2 separate regions of the Pan troglodytes genome follow, and region 2 is linked to region 1. The links are chromatin contacts, called in public capture Hi-C maps. All regions are on one chromosome and are shown on one strand. Each heading gives the region's core, a stretch centred on a gene start, on an enhancer-like site or on the middle of the called end of the contact. The rest is flanking DNA. Distances are from core to core; before and after follow the strand shown. Region 1 overlaps ATG7 (autophagy related 7). Region 2 overlaps VGLL4 (vestigial like family member 4).

Region 1 (4,271 bases), core at 477-2,976:
TGGGACCTGCGCAGATGCAGCAAGATGTGCCCAGAAACCTGATCTTGAGATTTCAGTGATTAGCAACCCTAATAATGCACTCATTCTGGTGTTGACTATGCAATAGGTTCTTCTGTTGATGGGTTATGATTAAACTCCTCAAAGTGACTTGCTATTAGCTTTCTGTGTGTATCTGGGCATATATCTTGAAGAGTGATAGGGTAAGGGTTGGGTAGGAATAATAAATGTCAGCTGGTAAATCGTACTTTGTTTTGGCCTTGGTTATAGCCAGCCTGTCCATTTATTTTTTTGATATTATATAATCCTACCTACCTTCTATCATGTTTTCTTGTTACTTATGAAGCATGAAAGGCTAGGCATGGTGGCTCACACCTGTAATCCCAGCACTTTGTGGGGGCTGAGGTGGGCAGATCACCTGAGCCTAAGAGTTTGAGACCAGCCTGGGCAACATGGTGAAATCCTGCCTCTACAAAGAATACAAAAATTGGCCCGGCGTGGTGGCCTATGCCTGTTGTCCCAGCTACTTGGGGGGCTGAGGTGGGAAGATCCTTGAGCCCAGAGGTTGAGATCATGCCATGGCACTATAGCCTGGGCGACAGAGCAAGACTCTGTCATGCCCATGCCCCCAAACCCCCGCCAAAAAGAAGCATGAAATACCAAAAAGTCAACTTAGCTACTTAAATAGTATTTGTTTGTTTGTTTGTTTGTTTTGGGACGGAGTCTTGCTCTCTTGCCAGGCTGGAGTGCAGTGGCGTGATCTCAGCTCATTGCAGCCTCCGCCTCCTGGGTTCAAGTGATTCTCCTGCCTCAGCCTGCTGGGGAGCTGGGACTACAGGCGTGCGCCACCACACCCAGCTAATTTTTGTATTTTCAGTAGAGACGGGGTTTCACCATGTTGGCCAGGGTGGTCTCAATCTCTTGACCTTGTAATCTGCCCACCTTGACCTCCCAAAGTGCTGGGATTACAGGCGTGAGCCACTGTGCTCAGCCAGCTACTTAAATGTTTAAGAGAAACCTCTGTCCCAAAGCAACTTGTCACCTAAGGGCTTTGCAAATGCACCACTTAGAAAGGCAAATGATAGATTTGAAAGGAAGGGTTAAACTGTTATCTGTTAGCAGACATTCATTTAATTCAACTGACATTTGAGTCCCTGCTGTGTGCCAGAGATACAAAGATGATTAAAATAGCCACTGTCCTCAAGGAACACTGTCTAGAGGGTGAGACAGACTCATAAGCCAGTAATGATCTGTTCCGTTGTGAAATGCCCTAAAGCAAGGTCTGTCCTCTTGTTACGGCATCCCAATACCAATTAATTTTGTAAATGTGGATGACTAGGGAAGGCCTTGCAGAGGATGACTTCTGAGTTGATGTTAAAGGGTCAAGTAGGAGTTTCTAGAAACACCTAGGGGAGAGAACACAAGGAATTCCAGGCAGTGGAGAATTGCGTGTATAATAGCCAGAGACAACAAAACATGGCACAGTTATGAAGTTGTTCAGTAGAGCAGTTGTGGCTGAGCCTGGGACACCCAATTTTCTACGAATCGTCCTCTTGTCTTTGTGAGTGCCGTTTTAATTTTGGCCATCCTTGGAGTTGGAATCTGGTATACGTTGTCTAATGCTTAAAGCTGCTGTTTTGAATTTTACAATAACATGTAAAACTCTTGCTCACCTAGCACCGAGCTTTTTAGGGGGTTTCCTAGCCTAAGGAATCCAGCAGCTGCAGCAGGGTGGTGTGGAGGGCAGGAAGTCAGGGGATTTCCAGGGTCCTGGCCCTGCATCCCTTGCTGGACTGCCAAGTAACCACAAGCAAGGTGCTCCCCCACTCTGCACGCCTTCGTTTATTTTCTTCAATGAGTCAGTTGAATGAGATAAGTTCTGGCTCTCTATTGACACTTTATTAGCTTTTATATTTTATATTTCCTTTATTTTACAAGCAATGGATTTTTAATTGCAGAAAAATCAGAAAATATATTTAAGAAAGAAAATAACCACGATCCAGCCATTTAGATCACTGTTAATTGGTGATGTCAACACTTCTTGACTTAAAATATATATGTATGTATATAGGTATACATAGACATCATTTTTCCCTGAACATTCCTACTATAAGGGATTTATGGTACTATATTGAGGATACTCCCTGCTTCTCAGATTTGATAGGGTTTTAAATCTCAATCATTTACAAGGACTGGCCAGAGCCCAGTCGGAAGAGCTCTCTGCAGCCTGTGCCAGGAATCTTTGCATACAGCTTCTCAGTGGCAAATATTACTCAAAACTGGGCTGCAGCCAGATTTTCCTTCTCCTTTCCAAAAGGGATATAAATCTCTGATTTGGAAAATGATGAGTAACCCCCAGGTTCTCTTTTCCTATCTCATTTACCCAGCAAGGCCTCAAATTTTCTATTTTAATGTATGATGGATTCCATATGTATGATTGTGTGGTGTAAAATGTATCCCACATCTTGTCCTTAGCAACTAGTGTTTTCTCCAATCTCCAGAACTGCTTGGTTCCCAAAAGGAGATGGAATATACAGCCAGAGCTGGTGAGGAGTATTTAGCTACAAGCCTTAACCTCAGAACTCTTGGCTCTTCACCGCCTTGAAAAACCTTGGACATTTCTCCCTTTGCTTCTATTTCCTCATCCATACAGTGGGGAAAATATTTTCCGTTTCCCAGGGAAATTGCAATGGCTGACGTGTATCCAGTTCCCTGTGGCCAAGTACCAAGGCCTTTGCCCACTCCTGGGGCTGGTGTTGACATCAGAAATAAGAAAACAAAGACCCCTGTGATTGCATTAGGTCTCCTGAGATACATGCAGCCTTTTCTGGGCTCACTGTCCACACACAGGTATAATGGGGAGGGATTGAATCAGGGATTTGAAGGCCAAGGCTGCCCTGGCTTTGAAAGGCTGCAGAAACCTTCCGTTCATGTCTCTTGACAATGACAGCCAAAACCTTTTCCATGATTCCAGAGAACACGGCCTTGCTTGTTACTTTTGACCTGTGGTTTTTAAGACTACCTAATTAGTAGTTAGAACTTGTGATGATTACTCCTTTCCCTGTCACCTGTGGTCACAAACACATCTAGTTTTCCCAGACAAATTTTTTCTTACGGGATCCCTTTTGCCACTCAGACCAGAAAGTTGAGGGCTGTGTTCTCCTTAGATGGTTCCATTGGCAGCCTGGCCCAAGCAGTCTTCAGGGTATTGAAAAATTGGGTTCCTTTTAGTTTGGAATTAATCTCATTCACTTCTAGTCTTATCCCCAAGCCTATTCTTAAATTTTTTTGAGTCATGGATTGTGTTTCATCAGTCATGGACTGATGAAAGCAGTCACCACTGTTCCCCTTAAAAATGCAAAGCCAGCTGGGCGTGGTGGCACACACCTGTAATCCCAGCACTTTGGGAGGCTGAGGCAGGCGGATCACGAGGTCAGGAGATTGAGACCATCCTGGCTAACACGGTGAAACACTGTCTCTACTAAAAAGGCAAAAAATTAGCCAGGCGTGGTGGCAGGTACCTGTAGTCCCAGCTACTCAGGAGGCTGAGGCAGGAGAATGGTGTGAACCTGGGAGGCAGAGTTTGCAGTGAACCAAGATCATGCCACTGCACTCCAGCCTGAGTGACAGAGCAAAAGAAAAAATGCAAAGCCACACAGTTTTACAGACAATTTCAGAGGCTTCATGAAGTCCCTGAAACATCTCTGTGGATCCTAGTAAAGCACCATTGCTCTATGAGTGTTTCTTTGGTACCATTCCCAAGCTCTCCTAGATGAGACACTAGGATATGAGAGTTGCAACCAGTCCCTCCATGGCTGCCCCTATGGCTTTGGGAACTCACCATCTACCTCTGGGGACTCCTTTTCCTCAACTGTAGTAAAGGGAGACGGAGGGGCTGATTTACCACTAGTTTTTGTGTCTCTGAGATTGTGTAGTCTCTTGATCAACTATTTCATTTCTTTAGGCCCAGCTGTATCCAACTGGGTGATGGAGGACGGTACTAACTCTGCTCAGAGTTCAGACGGTTAGTTCTCCCTCTGCTAGTAGGGTGCATTGACTTGACTCCTGATGGGCAAAGGTCCCCAACTAGCCACTGCTCATGTTCCTTCTTTTTTTTTTTTTTTAAAGGAGTGTTGCTCTGTCGCTCAGGCTGGAGTGCAGTGGCGCTATCTCAGCTCACTGCAAGCTCCGCCTCCCAGGTTCATGCCATTCTCCTGCCTCAGCGTCCCAAGTAGCTGGGACTACAGGTGCCTGCCACCACGCCTGGCTAATTC
Region 2 (4,271 bases), core at 507-3,006, 270 kb after region 1:
ATGCATTTCTGTCGCACATGTACTCAGGAACAGATACGTAGAAAGTGTATGTTCAGCTTAAGTAAATATTGCCAAATAGTTTTCCACAGCAGTTGTACCCATTTAGACTCCTACCAGCAGGGTATGAGATTTCAAGTTGCTCCACATCCTTGCCAACAGTTTTCCAACTCTTTCATTCCTGTTATTCTGGTAGGTCTGGAGCAGCCACACTACGACTTTACTTCGCACTTCTCTGATGGACAGTAAGAACTCTGTGACACTTATAGCAGGCAGAGGGATAGAATTCACCCGAGACAACACAGAGGGAAGGGCCCCGGCCAGAGGCTCTCAACCAAGGAGATTCTGCCCTCCTCAGGAGACATCTGGCGATGTCTGGTTATTTCAAATTTGGGGGTGTTATTAACATCTAGTGGTTAGGGGCCAGGGATGCTGCCAAACATCCTACAATGCATAGGACACCCCCCACCACCACCACCACAACAAAGCATTATTTGGCAAAAGTGACAATAATGCCACAAATCAAGAAACCCAGATCAAGCAAATCATTATTGGGCATTTTCTCCTTAGCCAAATCATCATTCTCTGATACAGCTCAAGAGGTCAATGCCCTATTGTCTTAAAATGTTATTTTTCCTAGAGTTGAGGGGATAGAAACACAACAAAGGATACTAAGTGCCACACTCCATGGCACAGTGCATATCTTCTGCATATCCTGTTTCTTTCTCAGTTCTCGCGACAATGCGGAGATGAGGAAACAGATACCAAGCAGGCTCCTTGGCTCCTCTAAACTCACGCAAAGAGCAGCAGAGCTGGGACCAGAAGCTGTGATTTTCCACTGCACCCAGGGTCTTACTTTTAACTAAAAATAAGGGGAGTTTTTAGAGTCCACAATTACTGTTAACTTGCAAGGCATGAATTTTACCTTATTAGCTTTGCAAAAGGCAGGCAAATAAAACGAGGTATGAGAAAAAGATCATTTGCAATGTTAAGATTATTAACCTGCACCTGTAAGTATCTTAAAATATTTCAACAAATCCACCTTCCTCATCACACGGTGATCTCTTTGAAATGAAACCCATACCATATTTTTCTTTGTCTATGCCCAATGCCTGTAAGAGCAGGCATTCAACAGTTAACATGTCCTGGATTAATTACTGGCCTGAAACCCCAGTGAGAGAAGACAGAATCTTTATAAAACAAGCAGGTGGTTTAGATTTTATTTCATCACCAACACAACTATATTTAGTAACATTAACTAGAATAAACGGTTTTTGTTGAAAAATATTCAATTAAGTCAAATAATGGCCAATACCACAAAATTCTTTTTGAAATGCAAACAATTCAATTTTTCCAAGGATGAGTTTGCCAGCATTACCTTATCCTCCTGTGGATCTTCTATTTGAGGCTTCTATTTGTGAGGCCATTGGCATTATTAGGGCCAACAGAAATCCACCCACTATTAGAGCAGTTTTGAACCGTGGCCATACATTACAATCACCCAGGAGGTTTTGAAAGCCATGGGTGTCCAGGAGGATAATTTGGTAAATCTGCAGTAGATGAATTTTGAATTTACACCCAGGAAATAACTACACTTAGCAGTATCGTTTGAAAATAGCTACCCACGTAATTTTTGCAAGCTCCCCTCCCCTTAGGGGTCAGGACCACTACCCTGGAGATTCTGAACTGAACTGAGGAGGGCACCTGGCTGCTTTTCATACCCACCAGAGTTCAACATCCCAATGAGTTAGTTGCTCGTGGGCAGGACTAGGGGGCGACGTGAGCCCACCTAACAAACAGCCTGGCTTCCTTCCCACAGGGATGGCACCACCTGGTCATTTGTATTTAAACAATTCCCATCTGCTTTACACAGAAGGGGCAAACCAAACCCACCACCCCCATTCTCAGCCTATCTTCTTAAATTATCAACACCCAGTAGCTGGAATAGGACTTGAAATGGATAAACCTACCAACACTTGACTGCAGTGAGCCCAGAAATGGACAAGGCAGGATTTCCTGTTTACCCCACATAGGGTGGGGAGTGCGGGGACTAAGGGGTCCTAAGAAGAGACAGCATTTGCCGGAGGAAACAGTGGGGTTTCCAGTTTGTGTCTGGTTCCGGCTGGTGGTGGGGGGTTTCTAGTGACTCGTCTCACTGCATAGGAGCCTGCCCTCGGAGGACGCAGGCAGGTGTCATTTCAGGCCTGTGTACTCCTCTGATGAACGGCCATCTCCCTCCCATTCACAGCCGTGCTGTTTTGCCTTATCATTGTTTCCCCAGCACCTAACACAAAGCCTGACACTGGTGGGTGACCACTAAACATTTCTTGAAAGAACAAATGGGAAGGGAGAGCTCCAGAATCTAAGCTGGGAACAGAGGAAAGTGAGAAGCCTAAAAGAAGGAGCGAACTGAAGACTGAAGGAAGTCAGGAGGGAGCGCATGTGCACAGCTTTGTGATGCTCTGTGTGGTTACAATAAAGAGATGATCAAAGTATGATTTCCTGAAGCACACGGTCTATTGCCATACAAAGGCTCATGATCCCTAAGGAGGGGAGAATAATGAGAACAGGCCTCGCAGGGAGCACACACGACAGACGAGGTCCATTCACCACACAGGGAGTGCTTCCCAAATATTAAAGTCCAGTTGCTCACTTAGGATGGAAGCAGGCCTCTGTGGAAAGTGACATCTGATTAAGTTTGAGGTGTGCCTTTTATATGAGTGGTTCGCTCCAGAGATGGTGTCCAACACAGGGAGGGATCCACGGTGACATATAAGGCCCCCGGAGGCTAGAGGAGTTCCCAGGGGTGCTGGTGTTGGCAGGGCCTTTAGGCTGGAAGGCTAACAGGCTAGGAGCACCTGAGCTGGGGATCTTTGCAGAAGCGGCTGGCAGAGCCCAGCCTGCTGTGGCTAAGCCCTCAACGTATCTGTCAAACTCTAGAGCTGAGATGTCCACTGGGGTGCAGTAGCTGAGGTCAGTAACTCCAATAGGGTCTGACAGTGTGTGGTGTCGCATTCTCGAGGGGAGGGAGAGCACACCCCAAGTTCTCACCACAGCAAAGCAGGCCACTCGCATAGCAAGCCAGGTAAGCACTGGGAGTCACCTCAAAGCTCCATACCATGTGAGAACCAGGGATGGCTTTGAGAAAGAACTAGGTTTCTAGCCAGGCTCTGAGGACTAGCCACAATCCAGGCTCTCAGAGAAGCAAGATGACTGTGACCCCAGCAACAACGAAGCACGGCCCTGGTCAGGCATTCAGATGCCAGGAAAGAGAAGAGGGGGTCTGGAAAGGAAGGACTGACCCGAGGAGGAGAGGACTGTCCTAAGAGCGTCTGCAGGGAGGCTGGGAGTAGGCAGCAAGGAGGTGAGGAAGGCCAGCCTGGAGCTGAGAGCAGTGACGGGCCTCCCAAGCTGAGCCCTCTGTACTCTTCACACTGCTTTCTAGCAAAAAGAGCACTGGATACAGAGTCAGAAAAATCCAGTTCCCAGGCCATAACCTTCGCTAGCCATGCAATCTTCATCAAGTGATTCCACCTCTCTAAGCTTGGATGTCCATCTCGGCAGCCTCTGTGTTGTCTGCCCGAGCCCTAAAATCCAAGGGCTCCGATCATTCCTCTTTTCCCTCTCCACACCTCCCCACCCAACCACAGGCCGCCATTCACTGCAATCTCAAGACAGAATGTCATGTTTTATAGAATACACGACGGTAACTGGTATTTCTAGGAGGGTTGGCTCCTGGGTTTATGCTGTTTTTCTTACAAATGTGGCAAGCAAATGACAGCTTCACCTCCCAAGACAAAAAAATAAAAAAGAGACATTTTAATCTTAACAATGGGCATGAAGAATACTGTTTGGCTCATTTTCCTGCTGGTCTGAATTAACAGTAACAATTACAGGGAACAATGGTGAGAGGACTTAACTAACCCAAAGTTCTCTGTGTCTCTGGAGAGAACACTGAGGCAAGACAGCTGCTAACTAGGAGGAATCTGGCTTTCTCTTCCATAAAATGAAGAGATCTAAAACTCCTGGCTGTCACTAGTTCTAGGTGAGTCTGGCTACTAGAGGGTTAAGGAGACTAACCCTTTCACCCATAAAAGTTTCAGGTGTAATCCTATTACTTTGGAATGGCTAGCAGTGTTCTGCGAAACTATTCAAGGATTAAGGTTAGAGAATGCCTGTGCCCTATGGTACAGGCTGCCATAAAGAAAATTATGATCCTAGATGCAGTGATGCCAATTTACATGGTATCTACATAAATGATTCTTCCAGCTCTC

Evidence for each region. Capture Hi-C pulls out chosen DNA fragments and counts their contacts.
Region 2: a capture Hi-C map of stem cell-derived neural stem cells shows a contact between it and region 1, with 7 times the contacts expected there. The contact joins two enhancer-like sites. A contact is called at or near these places in 5 of 7 Hi-C or Micro-C datasets (blood, induced pluripotent stem cells, a lymphoblastoid cell line and 1 more), 1 of 1 datasets of contacts at active chromatin or transcription factors (stem cell-derived excitatory neurons) and 1 of 1 other capture datasets (stem cell-derived neural stem cells).

What each region holds. Positions count from the first base shown.
Region 1 is chr2:15,403,780-15,408,050 of NHGRI_mPanTro3-v2.0_pri, forward strand. The region is part of intron 17 of ATG7 (autophagy related 7); the gene reads left to right. Among named protein-coding and RNA genes, the nearest start is that of ATG7, 110 kb to the left of the region's middle. Within about 2 kb of position 1,727, at least 2 of the 24 cell types and tissues checked have an H3K27ac peak or open chromatin away from gene starts, as enhancers often do. A contact at or near this core is called in stem cell-derived neural stem cells, where this site is marked.
Region 2 is chr2:15,670,740-15,675,010 of NHGRI_mPanTro3-v2.0_pri, forward strand. The region is part of intron 2 of VGLL4 (vestigial like family member 4); the gene reads right to left. Among named protein-coding and RNA genes, the nearest start is that of VGLL4, 66 kb to the right of the region's middle. Within about 2 kb of position 1,757, at least 3 of the 24 cell types and tissues checked have an H3K27ac peak or open chromatin away from gene starts, as enhancers often do. A contact at or near this core is called in stem cell-derived neural stem cells, where this site is marked.